Linked DNA regions of Gasterosteus aculeatus: region 2 is linked to region 1. A link is a contact called in public Hi-C data. All regions are on one chromosome and are shown on one strand. Each heading gives the region's core, a stretch centred on a gene start, on an enhancer-like site or on the middle of the called end of the contact. The rest is flanking DNA. Distances are from core to core; before and after follow the strand shown. Region 1 holds the start of LOC120827768 (transcription factor Sox-9). Region 2 overlaps LOC120827769 (a long non-coding RNA gene).

What was found. A called contact is a pair of places that touch in the nucleus more often than the background predicts.
Region 2: a Hi-C map of skeletal muscle shows a contact between it and region 1, with 8 times the contacts expected there. The contact joins the enhancer-like site here to the promoter of LOC120827768 in region 1. A contact is called at or near these places in 4 of 6 Hi-C or Micro-C datasets (liver, skeletal muscle and whole body).

Annotation. Positions count from the first base shown.
Region 1 is chr11:10,975,441-10,979,739 of fGasAcu3.hap1.1, forward strand. It overlaps LOC120827768 (transcription factor Sox-9), which reads left to right and starts at 2,061. Exons shown (of 3, transcript XM_040190876.2): 1 at 2,061-2,843; 2 at 3,176-3,423; 3 at 3,701-4,299. The coding sequence starts at 2,419. The region is part of intron 1 of LOC144384527 (a long non-coding RNA gene); the gene reads right to left.
Region 2 is chr11:11,052,793-11,057,015 of fGasAcu3.hap1.1, forward strand. The region is part of intron 1 of LOC120827769 (a long non-coding RNA gene); the gene reads right to left. Among protein-coding and RNA genes, the nearest start is that of LOC120827769, 5.3 kb to the right of the region's middle. Within about 2 kb of position 1,604, at least 1 of the 9 cell types and tissues checked has open chromatin away from gene starts, as enhancers often do.

The DNA of each region.
Region 1 (4,299 bases), core at 811-3,310:
TCCAAAAAACTGAAAATGACAAATATTTACGCTCTAATGAGATATGGTGTGTTGGTTTGTACACAGCAAAAGTAAGAGACTGCCAGAAGGATATTGGTGCCTGAAGTGAGCTGAAACCTTGAGAGAGAATTCAAAGGGTTTAAGTACATTGCGGGAAATAGATCAAGGGTTTCATGATAAGTACAGAGAGTCGGGTTACTTTAGAGTGTTACAAAATCAACATAATTATAACTATTAACTCCCGTGAAAAAAAAACAACTCAAACAGTCCTTCATTTTTTCAAATCCACTTTGTTTCACACCACTTTGTTTTGTTGTATTTCATTTAGTTGTATGCGGGAGACGGGCACGTTTTAATGAACATGTCAGGGTCAAGATGGGCTGAAAGGCTTTCACAGCAAATCTTGAACGACTGCCCTCTTTGAATATGAAAGGTGATTTTCAAAATGTTAACCCAGCAATGAAAGGCTCCGACTGCCGACAGGCTATTACTAAGTATTCTGCAAGAGAATGATATGTGTTATTTAAAAAATAATAAGTATTTTATGTTCTTATCAGCCCCATTCAATGTGGTTGATATTATATTCTTAAATGATTACAGATATACTTCATTAATAAAAGTTCTTTACTTTGGACTCCTTGATTATTAAACCAACTTTGTGATAAAAATAGAAAACTTTCAGTTTTCATGACTGAATGTCGACACATAACAAGCAGCAGTCGGATTTGGTTTATAAAATGGTAAGCATGGATTATAGGGACTGAACTCTCTCAACAAAGTGTCCTTTGTGCAGCAAAAACAAGTGTTGGAACAAATCCAGCAAAGTAGATTTCAGTGTTGAGACATGTTTGTTTTGATCCGGTTCTCCACAGACATTTTTAAATGTTTGCGTCGACCGAGGAAAACCTTAAATCAACTAAGTAGCCTAACATATTACTTTACTTACTTTCACAAACTTATCATTCTTATGATTATTATTAATTTAATCATCATTGTTAATACTGCTATTATTTATATTTGTCCTCTAGATTCACATTGTCAAAAGATAGAATAGAAATAGTTGCAAATCACCAATCACTGAATCAGCAGCAATCTAAATCATCAATCAAAATAGTAATCTTCAGCTTTTCTAAACTTCAACAGTAAACGTCAAAAATGGGGGATACCGCATGTCACTTGTTGTTTATTTGAAATAAGAATCGTTTTTAAAGCCACATGTCACTAATAACCCATCTACCGGAATAACAATATGTTTGTATCACCCGGTAGTGTCTGAATGGTTGGCGCGCTGCACAGTTGCTGGACTGCTGTCGCCCCCTGTTGGTCCGATTGGTCACTGCATCGAGCCGAGAGGCGACGGGGATGCGGCTCACGGGATTGTCTCCGTGCACAAAGCTACCCGCGTTATTCCAAAAGAAGAGTAGAAGAAAATACCATCAAAAAACGTCCCCAGTTTCCAAATGAGAACTACTCGAATGTAGAAAGGAGAAACAGGTTTCCAATTGATCGTGGCGACTTTACCTGAAACCCCAACTTTGAGATTCAGAGTCAGATTCTTTGACTTTTTGTCGGCAAAGCAAGTGACTTGTCAATCGGGGGACAGGTTTTTTCCCAATATGCAAATTAGCCTGTAGTTCCTGCTTGAAATAAATAAAAGAAAGAAGAATAAAGTACAAGTACATATACCAATAGATGCCTCTAACAATAAAGTGAGTAAAATGCTTTCGCCTCTAGTATCAAAGTAAATTCAGAGGGTCTTTTTTCTTTTTTTTCATCTTGATTTCACTGCAATATTAAAATCCCAAACATTATTGTAACATTTCGAGGTTGTGACTTTTTACTAAGTATAGCCTTACTTTTTGTCAGAGAGTGTGAGATAAGTTTAAACTTTTCATCAAAGCTAAAATGTCAATGAAACCTGGGTTTATAAGGGGAAAACACCTCTTCTCTACTGTGACTGTGGTTTCGTTGTTGTTGACTGCATCAATCCCTCAGAGCAGAGTCATATTACGTCTCCGCCTACCACAAGTTTTCCCCCAATCAGTTCGCGGCCGTCAAACATAAATCCGGGCTTCGCCTCCTGCGTCTCTAGACTCTTCAGCGACGCTCCAGGAGCAGACATCTCAGCCACATTTCTCCTTAAGTCACAGTTGCAACGCTGAGCATTAGAAAGAGAAACAGATTTCCCTTCTTCGCTTGTGAAAGTCGACGGATCGTCAAAAACTTTTATTTTTGACATTTTTTTTGTGTGTGTGTGTGTTTTTTTTAAAAAAAGGATTCAAGTTTGCCCGTCAAGCCGTGCGCCCTGATAGGCTGTCACTGCAGTCTTTGGGCACAGCACTCGGATTTAGAAATAAGGATTTTCTCCTTTTTTGTTGTTGTTTTCACTGCGAGAAGTTTTTCTTTCAATTTTTTCGCATGAATCTCCTCGACCCTTACCTGAAGATGACAGAAGAACAGGAGAAGTGTCACTCTGACGCTCCCAGTCCCAGCATGTCCGAGGACTCCGCAGGCTCACCGTGCTCCGTGTCCGGTTCGGACACTGAGAACACCCGGCCGTCCGACAACCACCTCCTCCTGGGTGCAGACTACAAGAAAGAGGGCGAAGAAGAAAAGTTCCCCGTGTGCATCAGAGATGCGGTGTCCCAGGTGTTGAAGGGCTACGACTGGACTCTGGTGCCCATGCCGGTGCGCGTCAACGGCTCGAGTAAAAGCAAACCTCACGTCAAGAGACCCATGAATGCGTTCATGGTCTGGGCTCAAGCCGCAAGGAGGAAGCTGGCCGATCAATACCCGCATTTGCACAATGCCGAACTCAGCAAAACCCTGGGAAAACTTTGGAGGTAGGTTTGCTTTGCATTCGCAATAACTCGTGCGTATTTACGCGCCGCCGTGTGCGGGAACAACTATTTCTCCGATGCGATGCGCCACTTCGTGTACAGCTGCTTCAATCTGCCTTGTAATTTGACTACAGCTTTTAAAATTACATTACTAATTATTGCGGTTTTATCTATATATAACTGCTTGTTTTACTATCCAGCTGGTCTGGGCTTAGAATGCGCAAACTTTTTTTGTGGCTGCTTTTCTCGAACATTAAAATAATCAATGTATGTCGTGCTTGCTGCCAATTGAACGCGTTTTAATGTGAATGTACAATTATCCGTGATATTTTCAGATTGCTCAACGAAGCAGAGAAGCGCCCGTTTGTGGAAGAAGCTGAGCGTTTGAGAGTCCAGCACAAGAAGGACCACCCCGACTACAAATATCAGCCCAGGCGGAGAAAGTCCGTGAAAAACGGGCAAAACGACCCCGAGGACGGCGAGCAAACCCACATCTCTCCAAATGCGATCTTCAAGGCTCTGCAGCAGGTCGATTCTCCAGCTTCAAGTTCGGGCGAGGTGCATTCTCCAGGAGAGCATTCAGGTGAGAATATAATGCGGGAAATAAAGAGCACATTTTGCTGGTACAGTAAGCACGTGCTGGTATAAATCAAATATTCAGAAGCTGTTAGGGCCTTGAACAGGCACCTGTTAATGATTAGTGCTTAATGATTAGTGTTTTACAAGCCATCGTGCTGGTATCTGTCGGTACAGTGTCAACAAAACCTCCTCCTGAAACCATTTGCAAATACACTGGCATTTCGATTCACCACGCGGGTACATTTTATTTCAAGGCTAACTCTTGTCTTTCCTCCAACCAGGTCCGTCCCAGGGCCCTCCAACACCCCCTACCACCCCCAAGACAGACCTGCCCTCCAGCAAGGCTGACCTGAAGCGAGAGGGTCGCCCCATGCAGGAGGGCACCAGCCGCCAGCTCAACATCGACTTTGGAGCTGTGGACATCGGCGAGCTGAGCAGCGAGGTCATCTCCAACATGGGCAGCTTCGACGTCGATGAGTTCGATCAGTACCTGCCACCTCACAGCCACATTGGAGTGACGGGAGCAGCTCAGGGCGGCTACGCCAGCGGCTATGGCATCGGCGGCTCCTCAGTCGGCCACGCGGCCAATGTCGGGGCCCACGCCTGGATGTCCAAGCAGCAGCAGCAGCAGCAGCACTCTTTGACCACCCTGGGCGGAGGAGGAGAGCAAGGCCAGCAGGGTCAACAGAGAACCACCCAGATCAAGACGGAGCAGCTGAGTCCCAGCCACTACAGCGAGCAGCAGGGCTCCCCGCAGCACGTCACCTATGGGTCCTTCAACCTGCAGCACTACAGCGCCTCCTCCTACCCCTCGATCACGAGAGCACAGTATGACTATTCAGATCACCAAGGCGGCGCCAACTCCTACTACAGCCAGAGC
Region 2 (4,223 bases), core at 354-2,853, 77 kb after region 1:
ATTTGTTTTTTATGCTGGTCTAATCTTTGGATTTGCTCATATCCGTGGACGTCCATGGTGCAAAAAAAAATGGGTTGGGGGACCCATTCTTAGCTTTATCCAAGAGCGCCACCTTGTGGCTGATGTAGCCAACTGTCGTAGCTTTATACTGGGAAGTTGGCGAGCTCACCCATTTTTAAAAGCATTTACGTTGACATAGTGAATTAGTTTCCAGGGTGAAATCCTGCACATGTATTTTTGACAAGTTACTCCTTTATTTATCACACAATTTATTTTATTGTGATTATTCAGTTCTCCCACGACATCTTTCCAAATTGTTTTGTGCAAGCAACTATTCAACCGCTCATGATGAAATGTAAACAAGATGAATAATGTTGATCCTTTATCACTCTACAATCACAGCCCAGTTACTAAATCACCACCTTTTATCTTCAGTGCTGCAATTTTTTACCATATTATCCGTTTCGAGAGCAGCTTTCAACACAAATCGATCACTCTGTGCTCCTGTACCGTCTGGAAACCTGCGTTAGTACAAAAGGAACCCGCTGCGTTCTCACCTCTCCAATAGAACTTTCTCTGCTATTAAATGTCCTTTCTTCTGTGACTCATTTTCATCTTGTGGCCTTGTGGTGGGTTGATTATTGGGCTTCTGCTGTTGTCTATAAACATGATTCTCCCTCAGCCAGATCATTCTGAAGCTTTATTTATGTGCATGACACACGGCTATATGTTCGTACTTAAATACAGTTTACCGAAGCTCCCTTTGCACACGCCAGGCAACCGTACAAATGTTTTCTAAATGTCTACTGATGACATTATAAGCGCTTTAGCCTTTGACCAAATTACTGACATTACTGACGACTTGGACTTTCCTGACATTGATGGTTATGGTTTTTACTTTGTTATTTGGAGGATCCCGACTGTGGAACGATGTCTATCTTGATATATTACTATAAACAGTATAATATCCACACCATTAGCCTATTTTCATTATCATTTCTCAAAACTTTACTTATAGCAAAGCGTTGACAAGTGATATGTTGCTGGGTTTCATTATCGGATCAAATCCAGCAACACGTAACATGTTCCACACTATTCAGTTCTCCCAACTAATGTGAAATTTAAAAATAATAAAAAAAAATATTATATCATATTTGATAACCAGGGTACATTTAATTGTACTTTGCTACATTAAGTAAAGAAATCAGTGGATTCCTCTTGCATGTCTCCAAACAAGGATCCAACACTGACCTCTAGTGGTTATTGAGGATTAGGACATGCCTCCGTTGCCTAAAGGCGTGTAGGTGGAAATTATATCGAAATGCTTATATATTATAACATTAAAACGTCCTCCTGAACAGGAAAACCAACGCCAGGCATTTCATATACTAACACACGTTACAATGAGTAACACAAAAAAGTATGTGAAATATAAATATTACAGTTTAGACCTTGCAAACATTCAGAAAAGACTTAATTGTATCAATTGTTTTTGCTTTCAAATTAAATGTGTAGCTCATATAGGCGGCGTGAATAAACATCTAATAAAGTTACTGTAAAGTGACCTAAATGTGGTTCCAGGGAGTGTACTATATGTTAAGAGATCCGTACAACGGTGTGATGAGTTGTACACGTACTATTATGCTTAATCTTATAATCTGTCAACAGTGCTGTTAGAGAATGTAAAATGAATTATATTTCAAGGTGAGAGACATTCCTTATTATGTAGTAATATAACAGCACAATGTAAATGTAGTGCAAAATAGGAATTATGATTAGATTCTGTGCAATTTAGGCAAACGTTTGCCTAGAATAAATACATAACTGTTTTCCATATGACCATGAATCATTCAATTTGTGATTATTAAATAGCTTCACTGTTATTATTGTAAACACAAACGTTGATTCTGTCCTTGCTCAGGTTGTCCATTGGCGCCACAGATCTTTAGTGGCAAACAGAGAATATGCGACCCAGTAAAGTATTATTCTGTCACCGCCTACATTGTCCACAAGGGCGCAGCAGACTCCAACAAATACACAAACCCCAACCCTACACTAACAGTCAACGTCAATATGTTTGTTTGGCCTGACACTATTCCACGCAGCCTATTAGCCAGTGCAGACATTTCAATCCTCATGCCGATGAAGTGCAGGATTGTCTTGTTTCTCCTTCACAGCCCGTTGGACGAGCGACGCCTCGCGATGACGGCCGACCTCCGGAGGCGTCACAGCGCTTTGCCCCAGCGGGCTTCTCTGTTTCCTCTGGTCAGGGACACAGACAGCCGCTTCCACGCTGAGTCCGTCAGAAGATCAGGGACGACCACCTGACTCACAGGCCTACACACCGGGGGGGCGCCGGGCCTCAGGGGCCTGCTGCTTTTATCGGACACGATCATTTCTGTGCACCGCTCCGACACAATTACACTTCTTGTGTGAGAAGCAGTGCAGCTCAACCTCATTCGGTCTCCCTCAAAGAAAGAAGTGAAACAGAGACATTCAAATCTGTCGCAGAGCTTTACACGGATCATCCACACTAGCACTGAGACGTCGCGTGAGGAGCCCGGTGGTCTGCTGTGTCCCGGGGAGGTCACAGAGGGAATTTCACGCTCCTCTTCACACTGAAAATGTCTCTTTTATCCTTCACACTGAGAACCAAGGAAACGGGAAGAATGAAAGGGTGGAGTGAATGGAATTGTTTTTTAAACGGGAGCAAACTCCTGAATAAGGATTGCTAACTTGTGCAGGTGTGACTTGTCAGAGTGGGGGGGGGGGAAGCGACACCCAGCAGAGTAAAGGACATATGTGGTCACCGGTTGGGTGGAAGGGGACGTATTTGAGAGGCGAAATGGGGAGAAAGGAAATTCTCCTGCCAGAAGTGTGGTCAGTTTGCGCTTATAACGAAGCAGGTGAAGGACGGCCGGGGGGGGGTCACAGGGTTTAAATGACAGTTAGACATGGCGGGCCCCGTACGGCACACGGAGTTAAACGTGAAAGAGCCTGAAGACCCGGAGCAGAGGGAGGCTTATCAAACAATACATGCTTCCAGTGCCAGAGCCAGAAGCATCATTGTGACAAATCTTATTTTCATGTTCACCACTTTGTCTTAAGCGCGCCTCCCACCCCCCCCCCACCGCCGACGCTCTCACTCGAGCACAAGCTGTCCGTCTCTCTCAGCATCCCACTTCCCGATGACTCCCAAATGGGATAAACACCCTCATTTACACAGAGGGACGCACACACACACACACACACACACACACACACACACACACACACACAGGCACGCACACCAAGTTGCGGTTTCCCGGTAGGAAATCAGCAATCTGCTGCCATAACCCACCAGCATTTAAACCACCTTCCTTCTATTTATTCACCCCCCCCACCCCCCTCCTCTCACGCCTGTTTAAACACCTGATACCTCCCCTGTGTGCATCATTAGGGTGAGAAGACATTAGGAAAAAAGAACAGTGAATTCATTTGAGCGGGTGGTCTGGTGTTGCAGCATCACAGAGGTCGAGAACGTTGTGCAGCGAGACAGACATCCTCCTCTGTTTTCCATTACTGTGGAAATTGAACACCTCGTTTAGCCATTTTTGAAAGCACAAGGTCTCAAAAAAATCATATCAATCCATGTTAAATTCCGAGGAGTTACACGTGAGACGACCGGTTAATTTGACAGCACTTCTTTGACATGTTCCTCCATAATCCCAGAGGAGAAAATCACAAACGGAGGGAAAAAAGAGTTGACACAGTTCGCCCAGCTTTTCAAACCCTCTCTCTCTCTCTCTCTCTCACACACACATAAACACATATGCACAAACACATACACCTCGAAACAAAGGTGCCATTTTACTCAGGAAGGGTCAGCAGTTCTCTCCATCAGACAGGGGCTTGTTCTTGGTCAGAGGCTGCTGCCCAATCTCAGGCCACCCTCCCCTGGCTCCACCGGCCCCCTCTGGCCCCCCTCTGGCCCCCACCACCCTGGAGACAAGCTCCCCATTGTTCCTGCACGACTAATAAATGACAGTTCTCCTGTTCAGACAAACTTTAGAGCCCATTCTAAACACACACACACACGGTGTAACTGAGTGTAACTGGTGCTCTGAATGAAAGGATTCACTAAAGCTTTTTCTTCTCTTTTTACTACCTGATATTGCTCACGGCGATCGCCTAATGATCGAAGGATATTTTTATCGAGTCTTGCGCCCCGCAGACCTGATGAG